2 separate regions of the Anas platyrhynchos genome follow, and region 2 is linked to region 1. Evidence: chromatin contacts called from public Hi-C data. All regions are on one chromosome and are shown on one strand. The core of a region is the stretch at or near the end of the contact, and the rest is flanking DNA. Distances in the headings are between cores, read along the strand shown. Region 1 holds the start of HLX (H2.0 like homeobox). Region 2 overlaps LOC106019059 (a long non-coding RNA gene).

Evidence for each region. A called contact is a pair of places that touch in the nucleus more often than the background predicts.
Region 2: a Hi-C map of subcutaneous adipose tissue shows a contact between it and region 1, with 2.5 times the contacts expected there. The contact joins the enhancer-like site here to the promoter of HLX in region 1. A contact is called at or near these places in 2 of 8 Hi-C or Micro-C datasets (liver and subcutaneous adipose tissue).

The regions. Positions count from the first base shown.
Region 1 is chr3:23,837,124-23,843,949 of IASCAAS_PekinDuck_T2T, forward strand. HLX (H2.0 like homeobox) reads left to right here and starts at 4,575. Exons shown (of 3, transcript XM_027453111.3): 1 at 4,575-5,753. The coding sequence starts at 5,168. LOC119716636 (a long non-coding RNA gene) reads left to right here. Exons shown (of 2, transcript XR_005264992.2): 2 at 1-526.
Region 2 is chr3:23,967,621-23,973,515 of IASCAAS_PekinDuck_T2T, forward strand. The region is part of intron 2 of LOC106019059 (a long non-coding RNA gene); the gene reads right to left. Among named protein-coding and RNA genes, the nearest start is that of HLX, 130 kb to the left of the region's middle. Within about 2 kb of position 1,626, at least 1 of the 8 cell types and tissues checked has an H3K27ac peak or open chromatin away from gene starts, as enhancers often do. A contact at or near this core is called in subcutaneous adipose tissue, where this site is marked.

The sequences.
Region 1 (6,826 bases), core at 3,325-5,824:
GGATGAGCGAGTGCCTTGAGAAGCCAGCTGAGACATGAGACAGCAAAACAAGAAGAGGACAGTGACCGTAGACGCCGAAGATAACAAACCTTTGGAATTCACCGCTGCAGGACAAATAGCCAAAACCCCGTGGCAACGTTTTCGTGCAGGAATAAAAGCAAAGTACACTTTATGACTGCTACAGTGTTTTGGCTAAGATAAGGCTAACCAGACCACAGGCATCGAGTTATAAAATGATGTGTTAGAGGTATCAGTAGGAAATGACTTCCCTCGTGTGCTGCCATGCTCCATCGACCGTGCCTGCTCTGGTTTTGTTTCCATTTGCTGAATGTGCAGAGCAAGGGCTCTTTCTGCAGGCAGCATCCCAGGGCTATGGCAGTGCCTGCCATGGGAAAGAAAGCATCTCCCTTGGGCCAAAAGGATTAAATTGGGATTTTTGTTATTATTTTTTTAAGGGTTGTGATGGCTTTGTTCTGCTGGGATTTTATATATGCTCCTAATAAAGAATGAACTGGTTTTAAGCTCACCAGGCTGGTACCCACTGTGTTCAAGCCCACTCAGAACATGAAAGGAGGGCTGGAAGAAGCATAGTAACTACTCTCAGATCCAGGTGAATTTTACACAGTTCTTCTAGAACATTGTGTTCCTTCATTAGTTGACTTTGCTTTTTATATGCCTGCATTCTGATAGTTTTATTTCCAGTTTCCCCACATTTTTGACCGCTGTTGTCAGGAAGGTGGAAACTGTTTCTTATTTAAAGCATTTCTATGCAGTTATTAGTGTTTCCTTCTTAGATGCTGACTGGCTTTTCTGCACAGTGACTTTAAGGTACTGTTGCTGCAGGGGCCAGAGGCCTAATGCATTACTGCACAACCCAGCTTGGGTCTGGGGAAAAATGGATGGGGTTCCTCTGACAAAACCATCAGGGGATGACCCACTATGGGAATGGAAATTCTCCAGTTAGACCTAGCCATGGGTGTGCGTGCAAACGCTTCTCTCCCCAGCAGCTGCACAGGAGCACAGTAAGTCAGCACTGCTGCACATTGTGTCACCTTTAATCAGCCACCAGAGGTTAATTGCAGAATGGCTCTCTCCAGACCTCTAGGCTTGTGTGGCCTGGAAAACCGCTGCGAAAATCTTCAGACAGTTTATGGTCTGGCTGCAGTGTAAAGGCAAAGAAACCTATGGTATCTGTGATGCCAAAGAAGAGAGTTTGGGAAATGTGACAGCAGAAGGCCTTTTCTTCCAGGTAGAGTTAGTCTTCCGCAGATTGACATCCCCAGGGATGGGAGCAGGCAGGCAGGGATGAAGCAAGTGCAAGTGTTTGGCACTTCAATCTCAAGCAGCTTAAACCCTTACAGCACTGCAGGCTCGCAGTGCCCAGCTGCCTGCCCAGCATCAGATATCTAAAAATGGGCTTCCCAAAAAACAGCAGACGGAGCAAGATCTGCCTGATCTAACCCCAAGGAAACCCCAAAGAAGGGACTGTCCTGACCCTGCTGCTCCTCAGAACGCAGCCTCCTTTCCTGCGGCTGCAGAGTGATTCTGCTTTCCAGCTGCTATTTATTACCCTGGCTTTTTTTTTTTTTTTCCCAAAGATTTATGTATCTGCAGCTTTTCATGGAAAAAAGGAAAATAGAAAAAAAAAAAAAAAAAAAAGGGAAGGAAAAGAAAGGAAGGAAAGGTCACTCCTTTCCCTGTAAACATGGTTGTGGAAAGATGCAGTGCCCTCTTACATGTCAGGACTTTGAGCTAGGCAGATGGGGGGAGAGGGAAGTGAGGGTTTGCGAATGCTCCCTTCATCTGAAGGGACCTTTGGGACTACACAGTGTTTTGGGGCGAATGTGATTTTGCTTCAGAGCACCTCTACCATGCCCTATGGATTGAATTCCAACCAAGGATCCCTGCTGGTGCGCCCCGAGACCTCTCCCCGGTGCTGCAAGCGCTCAGGCCCAGCTGATCCCCCCGCGGCCCTCCGGACCAAACCCGGCCACCGGTGCGAGGCTCCCGGCTGTCCCCGAAGTGCTGTCCGCCTCGGCAGGTGGCGACAGAGCCCGGCCTTTGGGGCCCGGGGCCCGCGGGCGCTCGGCGCTGCGCAGCGCGGGGTCCCCGCAGCATCGGGGCGGCCGCAGCGGGAACAGCGCTGCAACGAGATGGAGGCGATTAAAAAAAGCTCCTGTATATAAGGAGAGTGGTGTTTTATATATTAGAGATGCGCATAAATATGTTTTAATATAAAATGTATAGGTAGAGGTAGAAACAGAACGACCTCTATGAACATAAAAGCTGTATGGGGAGAGCCAGGGAGAGCCAGGGATGGGCCGAGGAGCTCCGAGGGGCAGGAGCAGCCCGTGGGCAGCCTTGCCAGGCCCCCCCGCAGCCGCCCCCTATCTCCGAGATGCTCCTGGCCCGGGACCGGCGGGCTGCAGCAGCGCCTCGGGGTTAGCCCGTCTATCTCCGCAAGAAACTCGAATAACTCTTTTCCACCTCTCCTTTGTCGTCCTCGTAGGGAGGAAAAAAAAAAAAAAAGTCCTTCGAGACTCTATTCAAAAAAAAAAAAAAAGCATCTCTCCAGCCTGCACAGTTCATTCGCCTCCTTCTCGAGTCCCTCGGAAAGCAAGATTAAAGGGGAAAGTCGCAGCTGTATATTTATGTTTTCATTGCTAGAAGGGAATTGATTTCCTTGCATTTATTTTTGTAGTTGCAATACACAAGGGCGGATTTGCGTCACCAAAGCAACTTGCTGGTCGAGATAAAGTTGCACAAATATTGAAAAGGGAAGTGCTCGCGCTCATTATGAAGTTTTTCTCCGGAAGAAATAAGGATTTCTGCTGTATCCTAAAATACTGAAGCCGCTTCTATTTTAGGACAAATCTCGCAGGCACATCCGCTCATTTAGTCCGGGTTGGAACCTCTCAAAAAAAACAGGAGATGACCTGGGCTGCAGCGAGCCCCGGGTTTCCTGCAGCCTTCTCGTTCCTTGCTCGGGGAGGAGGCGCCGCCGTTGTCATTGCCGCGGAGCCCTGCGAGCCCCGGGCCCGGGGAAGGGAGCGGGGAGGCCGGCAGGGCCTCCGGGGAGAAGGCTCGGCCCTGCCCGGGGAGGCCGCGGGGGGAGCAAGACGGGGCCGCGGAAGATGCGCGGGTCCCGAGGCGGCGCGCACCTGCCCGCGGGGGGCTCTGAAATAAACTCTTGGGAAAAAAAAACGGGGGGAAAATATATAAAAATACCACCTGAACACTTTTTTTTTTCCCGCCCTGGAGAGCATCCCCGGGGTGGTGTGACAGCGACAGCAGCAGCGGTGGCACCGGGAATGGGAATTTGGCGAGGCGCAGCTGGGGCGCGGTGGGAACGGCGCAGTTCGTTGCCCTTCCGTGCAGCGGGCCGGTGGCACGGCTTCGCCTCGCCGTGGAAACGCAAGTGAAAGCGGAGTCGTTTGATCCGGTTTGAAACCAGCAGAGCCGCTCTGGGGTCATCTGCACAAGGGGAGTAAGGGGAGACGCAAGGAAAAGTGGCTTCCCCTGTCGAGGCAGGAAAAGTTCAAAGCTAACCTACCCTTTCTTTCACCTTGTTTTCGGACACGTCTTGGCAAGCCGTTGCCTCGTTATTTTTCGGTTTAATATCGCTAACAAAAACCAAACCAAACCAAAGCCGTGCCTGGGCTTTCCTGAGGGACGGGCTTCGCCTTTACACGTGCCCACGGACACGCTGGCATTTGCCTTAGAAATGTGCTCACGCTCGATTACAGGTGGTTTCAATATCCCCCCAAAATCTACATCTTCATACCTGGCGAAAGGAAAATAGTTTGGCTTTCTGGCGGTTCCCTGGAAAAGGCTCCGAATTTTAGAAGCTATGTAAAAAAAAAATAAAAGTATTTTTTGAAACAAAACCAAAACAAACCTGCAATCGTCTGACCCGGGAGCTTGTTCACAACGGCAGCTATGGGCTTACACGGCCCCGGCTGGGGAAACTACGACTTAAAAAAATGCTGTTGTTGTGTTTTGTTTTGTTTTGTTTTGTTTTCTCCCTTTCCCGGAGTCAGGTAGGGACAGATATGGATGTTGGAGGGAAGGAAAAGCACGAAATAAGCATTGATATGTTTGTCCCTAAAACATTCTAGCGAATATAGTTATGGTTGTATTCTTAAAAAAAATAAAAAAAAATATAAAAAATGGGGGTAATTCGGTTGTCAAAGTTGCACAAAATTACGAACTGGTCTTTACGGTGGAAGGGGTGTGCGAACAGATCGGGTGGAGAGCATAGAAAAAAATCAATAAAGGTGCTTGCCGACACGACCCAATTTATTAGGCACTGCTAACGCAGGACCCAACGCGCCCTGGGCCCCGAGCAGCGCGGAGCTCCCCCAAATCCTTCCGTTGCGAGCGTGATCACTGCACACCCATTTCGCTGCCGCCCGGCCGAGGCTCATTTATGCCGGGAGGAAACGTGGTGCACCGGGAAGCATTTCCAGCCTCCGGCTGCGGCTCCGTTTCTCCGCGCTGGGAACCACGGCGCGGGGGGCAGGCGCTGCGCGGAGCAGCGGGGGGGCTCCCCCTCGGGGCGCTCCCCGACGGGCGCACACCTTGCGGGCCGGGCCGGGCCGGGCCGGGGGCACACGGAGCGCGGCACTTGCGGGACTCGGCACGGCTCGGCCCGGCTCGGCACGGCCCAGCAGGGCTCGGCACGGCTCGGCCCGGCCCGGCCCGGCCCGGGGCGTGTCTGCGGGCGGCGCGTCCCGGCCCCGCGGAGCGCGGATTGGGCGCGTTGTGCCGGGGGGCGGTGGGAGCGAGGGCTGCGGCGCGGCCGGGAGCGGCTGCCAGAGAAAGTTTGGGGAGGGGTGGATTTTTTCCCCAGTGCGAGGAAGGGGGTTTGTTTTGTTTTGTTTGCGCAGCTCCTCTCCCGCGCTCGCCCGCTCGCTCTCCCTCTCGCCGTTGGTTTTGGGGACTTCTTCCTTTTTTTTTTTTTTTTTTCAGCTTTTTTTTTGACTTCTTAATTTTTTTAGATTTTTTTTTCCTGCCCCTTCGGCAAGTGCTCCGGCCGCCGCCGCCGCCTCCCGCCCCGCCATCCCTCCCCATGCTCCCGGGGCGGCGGGCAGCTCCGCGCCGCGCTCCCGGCAGCTGAGCGGCGTCCCCCGGCGGGGAGAAGAGCCCGTGCTCGGCGGCCGCCAGGATGTACACGGCCGGCCTGGCCCCCTTCTACGCCTCCAACTTCAGCCTCTGGTCAGCGGCGTACTGCTCGGCGTCGGGGCCCGGCGCCGGCGGCTGCTTCCCTCTGGACGCCGCCGCGGCCAAGAAGCCGTCCTTCTGCATCGCCGACATCCTCCACGCCGGCGGCGAGGCGGCGGCCGGCCCTGCCGAGAGCCTGCCCGGCGGCCCCGGGGCCGGGCTGCCGGCGGCGCTGGGCGCCGTCCACCACGGCGGCCCCTTCCACGCCGCCGCCTCGCCGCTGCGGCCCACGCCCGTCGTGGCCCCCGACGCCCCGTCCGCCGCCGCCTTCCCGCAGCGCCTCTCGCCGCTCTCGGCCGCCTTCCACCCCCCGCACCACCACCACCGGCCCCCGCAGCACCGCTCCCCGGCGGCGGCGGCGGCTGCTGCGGCGGCGGGGGGCGGCGGGGCTCCGGCCCCCGGCCGGGTGCCGGGGGGCCACACGCACGGCTCGGCGCCGGCGCCCGCCAGCAAGGACCTGAAATTCGGCATCGACCGCATCTTGTCGGCGGAGTTCGACCCCAAAGTGAAGGAAGGCAACACGCTGAGAGGTAGAGAAATCGGCTCGGCGCGGCTTTTGGGGGGGCTTTAAGCGGCCGCGGGGCCCCGCGGCTCGCCCCCCTGTGCGAACCGGCCGAGAGAAGCGTCAGCGGTGTGAGGACGAGTTTTTAATGCCCCCCCCAAAACCCCCCGAAACAGCCCCCGGCCCCGCGCTGCGCCGCTCCGCAAAATAGCGATAGCGTAAAAATAGCTGAACCGGCCGGTGCCGGCCTCCCCGGCCCGGCCCGGGCTTTTCGTGGGCCGCCAGGGCCGGTTTTAAAGGCTTTGGCTGCCATCAATCTCCCCTCGCAGCGCGTAAACATCCTGACAGAGCAGCCACCGGAGGGGAGGATGTCCGAGCGCCGGGGCCCCGCCGCGCCCCCCGAGCCGAGGCAGGGCGAGCCCCGCCGGGGTCCCGCGGCGTGCCGGGCTGGGGGGCTCGACCGCGGTGTAACGGAGCTGTGCTTGTTCTGTGCTCGCAGATCTCACCTCCTTATTAACCGCCAGCCGCCAAAGCGGGGTTCATCTCCCCAGCTTGCAGCCTTCCGCCAGCCAGTTCTTCGCGTCTCTAGACCCCATTAACGAGGCCTCTGCTCTTCTGGGTCCCTTAAACACAACCCCAAGGAGCTCAGTTCAGCACCAGTTTCAAGACACTTTTCCAGGTACATCCCGTCCCCCCCCGTCCGTCCCGGAGCGGCCCCCGGGCCCGAAGGGGCTCGCCGGGCGCTTGGAAACGCCAGGACATTTTCTTTTTTCTTTTTCTTTTTTTTTATTTTTTTCCACGATTTTATTTTTTCTAGCGAGGCTCAGGCTTGGTGCATTTCGTGGGGGGAGGCAGAGCGGCTAGGGCCTGACACAGAGGTTCCCCCCGGCCAGTCAGAAAGAATACCTGGGCCTGGAGAGAAGGGGCTGGGGAGGGGGGAGGGAGAGGGAAACACGGACTAAAATCCGTGCTGTTCGTGTCGGAGGGACCGCAGGCCTGCTTGTAGGACTCGTAGGCTCGGGCCTTCCCTGCCCCTGTCTCCTTCGAGCCCCTCGTCCCGGCGTCGGTGCTAACCGGGCCGCCCCCCGGCCCGTGTCTCCT
Region 2 (5,895 bases), core at 376-2,875, 130 kb after region 1:
GAATGGAATTGGACTGAAATGGCTGATTTCAGATAAAAAACTCAGCCTTTGCTTTTGTGAGGTCTTTTTGCTTCTAATGTATTCCTTGGTCACCCAACAGTCAGAGTTCTGGGAGAAAGCAAGGGAGGGCAGAGATAATCTGTAAGTTTTCTGAGGCCCTGATATAATTTAATAGCATTGCTACTACTACTCTTACTCAGCTCTTGATACTATTGAGAGGATTTGTACTGAGAGTGCTTGATTGTGGTATGCAAGCTTTGTCAAGAACGAGACTGGAACCTTTTTGTGATGGGCAAGAGAGAAACTGAAGATTTTGACAACAGGAAAGCTTTGGAAGCAGCTGAAGTGAAAAGAGCAAAAGTTTGGTGCTCCTGCTAAAATGTCCATCATTGTGTGCTTCTTACAATACCAATGTTCAGAAACATCAGGATAGTTTTTAAATTCAGTGGCTTAGAGAGATGCAGTCTTATTCTCTCTTCCAGAAGTTTTCTTTCACAGTGAATGTAGGATAAGAAATTTAGGGAAAAAGAGAAGTTTTCTTTTTCATTGATGTTTGAAAGCCTGGATTTTCATTCAAAAATAGCCCCAAACCTGAAGGTTTCTGAAGGGGAGAGAGAGAGGGAAGAGAGAGAGAGAGGGAAGAGAGAGAGAGAGGAAAGTTTCAATTAGGAAATGCTGCTATGACACCTTGTGGGGATTAGTGGCCTCAGGTATTCATTTGCATGAATGGCTGTTTGAACACATTTCTGGCTGACTGGCATCAGCTGTCATGCACTCCCTCTAAGCTGCGTTGCTCTCCTGTCTCCATGAGCCATCACGGTGCACTGTGACTGTCTTCACCCTGATAGACACTGGGAGCTCATGCTTGGCTGGGGTGTCTGCATCCTTCACAAGTATGAGGCAGCCCAGTTGCCGTTCCCATGGAGTACCACTGTAGCATTTCTGAATTGAGTTGCTGTTTTTAGCCAAAACATTCTGGTTTTGAGAATTTTTAACTCTTCAATGAGAAGTTAAAAGACTTGGCAGAAAACACACAAAAATTGTTGAAGCACAGCCTTCTACTGAAAAAAAAATATACGTTTGAGAGAAATATATTTTTAACCAATTCTAACAAAAGAGCTCTTCCTAAACACATCCGAGAGCACTGCAAAAAAGTAGGTATCACCATGAAGGGAATTTGCTAATTCTTGTAGAAGCCGCATGTCACAAACAAGACTTGAGCTCTTTGCACTCTCAGTGCTGTCCTCTGGCTGCAGGGTCCTGCTTTGCCCCTACTGTGCTGCTCTGCTCTTGAACAGAAAGCCCTGCTCTGCGTTGTACACAGACACACACACGCACTGACAAGGTTACAGCCAGGACAATTTGACACTCCTGGCTTTAGTCATCTCAAAATCAGGCACATCTGGTTAATAGGAGACAGCACCATTGGAAGAGCTGCATTTGCTTTGAATTGGCAGGTGACAGGGGCAGAAGTATTTGGCAAGAAAGAACCTTCTGATGGCTCTGTGTGTATATTGCTTCTGTTTTGAGTTTCTCAGAAAAGCACATAGGCAAAGGCAGATGACTGCATGGCTTCTGCACTGTACTCCTTCCCGACACAGAGCTAGGATGCCTGCCACAAGGGCATTAGGTCAGCCCTTGCAGATGCAGAGGAGTGAAAACTCTGTGGGATGTTGGAGAATGTGTATGTGTGTGTCCTCACGCTGCCCAATAAACATGTTCACCCAATTAAGAAAAATAATGATTCATTTAACAAACAGGTACTAAAATAATACTCGTTTAAGACAATCACTGCTACTTCCTTAGCTTTTCACTTCATTGCTGCTTATGCGAGTAAAAACAACAAACTAAATGGAGACCTTATGGGCACCAGGGACCAATTAATGACACGTGACTTCCTCTCAGGCTTCCATGAAAATAACTGTATTATAATGGTCTGTGATATTAATATCATCTTTGGGAAAGTCAGGCAGCAGCTCCACAGGGAAGGATGTAGCATGAGCAAGCACTCTGGAATGTGCAGTATTTGACAGAAGAGAAGTGGTGTCTCTCTATAAGTTGCATCTCTTCTTGCTATTGAAACAGAAAAGTAATCTGGGAAAACACAAATGACTGGGATAATCTCAGAAGTTTTTTTTTACAGGGGAATACCTTTCCAGTATCTGAACTGAATAAATTTCAGAGCCTCTCTACTTTTAAGACAATGATCATCAATCTACAGGCTTAATGTAGGGATTACATTCTTAGGTGAGTTCAGGAACCTAAATTTATACAGACCCAGACTCCTCTTTTCAGGCTGCGCTTTCACACAGCTTAGATCATTTCTAGGATCTCCTTTTAATCTCATGGCTCTGTGGATCCCCGCCAGGTTTTTGCTGCAGATTATGTGGCTCATGGCTGTGAAGAAGCAGCACCCCGGCAGATGTAACTGTGCTGCCTCTAGTCCCTCTTGCTGAAAGAGCTACATGGAGATTTTTTTACAAGAAGAACCTATTTTATTTCTTAGACTGGCCTCACTGGTCTGATACATAGTTCTGCTGTTTTAAAGTGCTGCTGAACTGGCATGTGCAAGAGGTGGAAGTTATTGGTCTCCTTATTCTGGTGATATAACACAGAAGGGCCATAAGTGAGAACCATGGGTGCCCATGGAGACACGTAGCAGCAAGATGGGTGATTAGTGGGGAAAGGAGCAGCCACAGCAGCCCATATTTCCCCTGCTGATCCATGTACCTGAGCATAAAGGAAACCGAAAATGTTTAATGTGCATGCCAGGGTGACAAGTAGAAAGAGTACAGGGAAAGCAAGTGGGAGGAGGACATGGTTTAATGTCTTTCATGAAGACCTTGTCCTCAATTTCTGCACAGCCGTGGTAGGAACTCCAAAGATGCATGTTAGTAAGCAAGGACAGGCAGGATGGAGGCGGTCTAATAACCGAGCCTGAAGTGGGTTAACTGCAAAAGTGGATTGGAATAGCATCACGTTTGGCAGAGTGATTTGGGTTAGAGGTTCAGTTCAGCTCAGCCCTGAAAAGTTCAGATGCTGGTTAAACTTTGGATAAACTTTTGACCCTTTTTCCATGTAGGACTCAGACTAGAATCACACAAACACAGACTCTCTCATGAGCTTTCTGATACTGCTTGTTTTTGACTGAGCCAGTAATAGAGGAACAGATTTCCTCACGATACTCCTGCATTTCTGCTTCCAAACTCAACCAGTTTTTCTTCCCTTTTCTTTTCCAGACCCAAGAAGTTTTTCATTCTATTCCATTTAAGGGCTGGATGATAACTGTGGGCAGGTCCAGGTTTATCCTGATTGATTTTTGCATCTCTGGGGATGACTGTCATCTTCACTGGCCTTTTTCCCATCCAATGTTAAATAGTTTCATTAACAACCAGAGAATTAGCCAGTCCAAAGACACAGACTGTATTTTCCAAACTTCAACCACTGCTGTCCTCTTGACTGCAGACGCCTGACCCTAGGCAGCTCTGCACTAGTTGTCCCTCTAATTTTTTATTCTTCCTCTGACCATCTTCATTTAATGACCACCAGCCAGCTTTGCTTGCTCTTCATGTCTCCTGCTCCTTTCTCTGTGCCCCTGAGTCCTCTCTCCTCATGACTCACGAACAGCAGCTCCCATAACTTCTATGTGCTTTCCTCCCACCCCCCGCCCCATTGCTGGCTATAAAGGGGAAGAGAGAAATATCTTCCGAAAATATCAGCACTTTCTTCCAGCCCACTCGCATCATCTGTTTGCTGATTCCTCTCCCGTAGCCTGTGACCTCAGCAGTGCAGAAGTTTTAGTTCTGTTTTCTTCATTGGGTTGATTACATTGTCAGCACTTAAAATAAATAGGAATTAATAACAGTAAAATTAATCAACACTTGGGAGCATAACCACCCTTAGGATTGATGGAGGCAACTCCTAGGTGATAATTAGAACCAGCCTGAAACTTTTTTTCAAAACTTAAATGTAAATTTCCTCCATGTTAAAAACCACACATTAAAAAACCCTCCTACAGCATGCAACTTTCCTTGTTCTTTTTTATATCCTCACAGCTTGGCAGGTCCTGTATTGGCTGCAAAAACAAACAAGAGCATCCAGCCCTCACCAAATATTGCTTTCACATATTTCTGGCTCATCCAAACTTAGAAAGCACCAGAAATACAACTAAGCCAGAGCTTAGGAAATTCTCAAGCCTATTTTTTTTCAGGCCCAAGAGGTGTAGGAAACATATTTGAGCTCTGGGATTCTTTTTCCAAATGGAAACCAGTGTGGTTTCTCTGCCAGCGAGTGCTGAGGCGGCTGGGTCTGCGTGCTAATACGAGCATCCCTGCACTGCCGTGCTCACCTATATGGCGAGTACAGGATCGGAGCTGAGGTGGGGGAACAACACCCATCACCATGCAGTGCACCCATCCCTGTAGCCAGAGGCCAAATTCTTTTTCTCTGTTGTAACAGTTATTTAATAATTTTCGTTGCACCCAAGCCGTGTTTGCCTTCAGAGGAACCCAAGGTATTAAAGTGCACAAAGGACCAGATTCATCTAAGGGGGTTCACTCCACTGAGGTCAGCAGTAAGGACCTGAAATAGCTGTCATTTTGTGCTTCCAGATCGTTCTCCTGCCCTTCTTCTTGCTCTCTTTTCTCCTTTTAGATTATAAAGGAGAAGCATCTGTGCTGCTGCCGTGGACTGGGCGAGGAGGGTGCTGAGATCCTGCAGGCAGGAGTGAGATGTGAGTGCCTCAGCTCAGGAAACAAGTGTAGCAACTTTGCAGTTGTGTGGGGAACAGCGTCTTCAGAGCGACTTGGTGTTGTGGCTTTGATGATTTCTTCAGACACTGTAACTAGACTGACAAATTGACTTTCAAGTGAAAGGTCATTGAAAAGGATTGCGGATAAAAGCATCTGGATTTACAATTAAAAAGCTACAGAAGTTCAGTTTACAGCTCTACTGGGTTCTGTGCGTAGGAGTTTCTATCATATAATTTGGCAGCTTCTTCTGCCTTCTGATTGGGATTGTAGAAAATAAAAATTCCTTGTGGTTTCTTTATTTTTTTTTTTCTTTTTTTAAACACAGTGGAGAGTTGTGGTGTTTTGGCAAGTCTGATACAAAGAAATATTGTACTGGCATTGTCTCACATTGTAGGTGACCTCAGGCCTGAACTATACGGGGGAAAAAATAGGTCTCTGTTGAATACAGCGCACATGTGCTTGAATCAGATTATAGACAGAGTGTGAAAAGCAGAGTGTACACACAGTACATATAATACTGATGCTGTGGGCTTAAATGCAACGTCTGATTCTCATCCCATCCCAGTGGTGTAAATCAGGAGCAGTCTTGAGGCACTAAGGCTCACGCCACTCTGGTGTCTGAGAATCCTGCTGTCATCCCAACCTCTCCCTAAGCCCATGGGCTAAGGGCATTTGCAAGGCTGCTAGGTGGCAGAGGTTACTTAGCACACGCACACATGCACGACGTATCTCCAGTGGGCTGCTGCCTTTCTGAGTATTTGTGAGGGAACGCTTGTGAATCACATTCTTTTTTTCCTTCTCCCCCTTTTGAGATCCAGGATGGGAGCTGCAGTCCTTGAAACCATTCCCATTACGGCAGACTGTACATGCAGGAAGGTTCCCTCTCTCTGTGCCTCCCTGGCACTCGCTCCTCCCTTCCCCTTCTTTGTGGGACATAAACCTAAGCTAAATAGAGATTTGTCCCTATCAATATTGACTTGACTGATTTCCCTTTTCCTGACTTCTCTAATCCTGTGGTAGATTTTCTGTGACATTTGTTTCCGGTAGCAGATTCATATGAATGCTCACTCTTGAAACAGTACATTTCCAAATGTCTATTAAAAAGCAAAACAATGTGGTCAAAGAAAATAAAGGGGGATGTTTT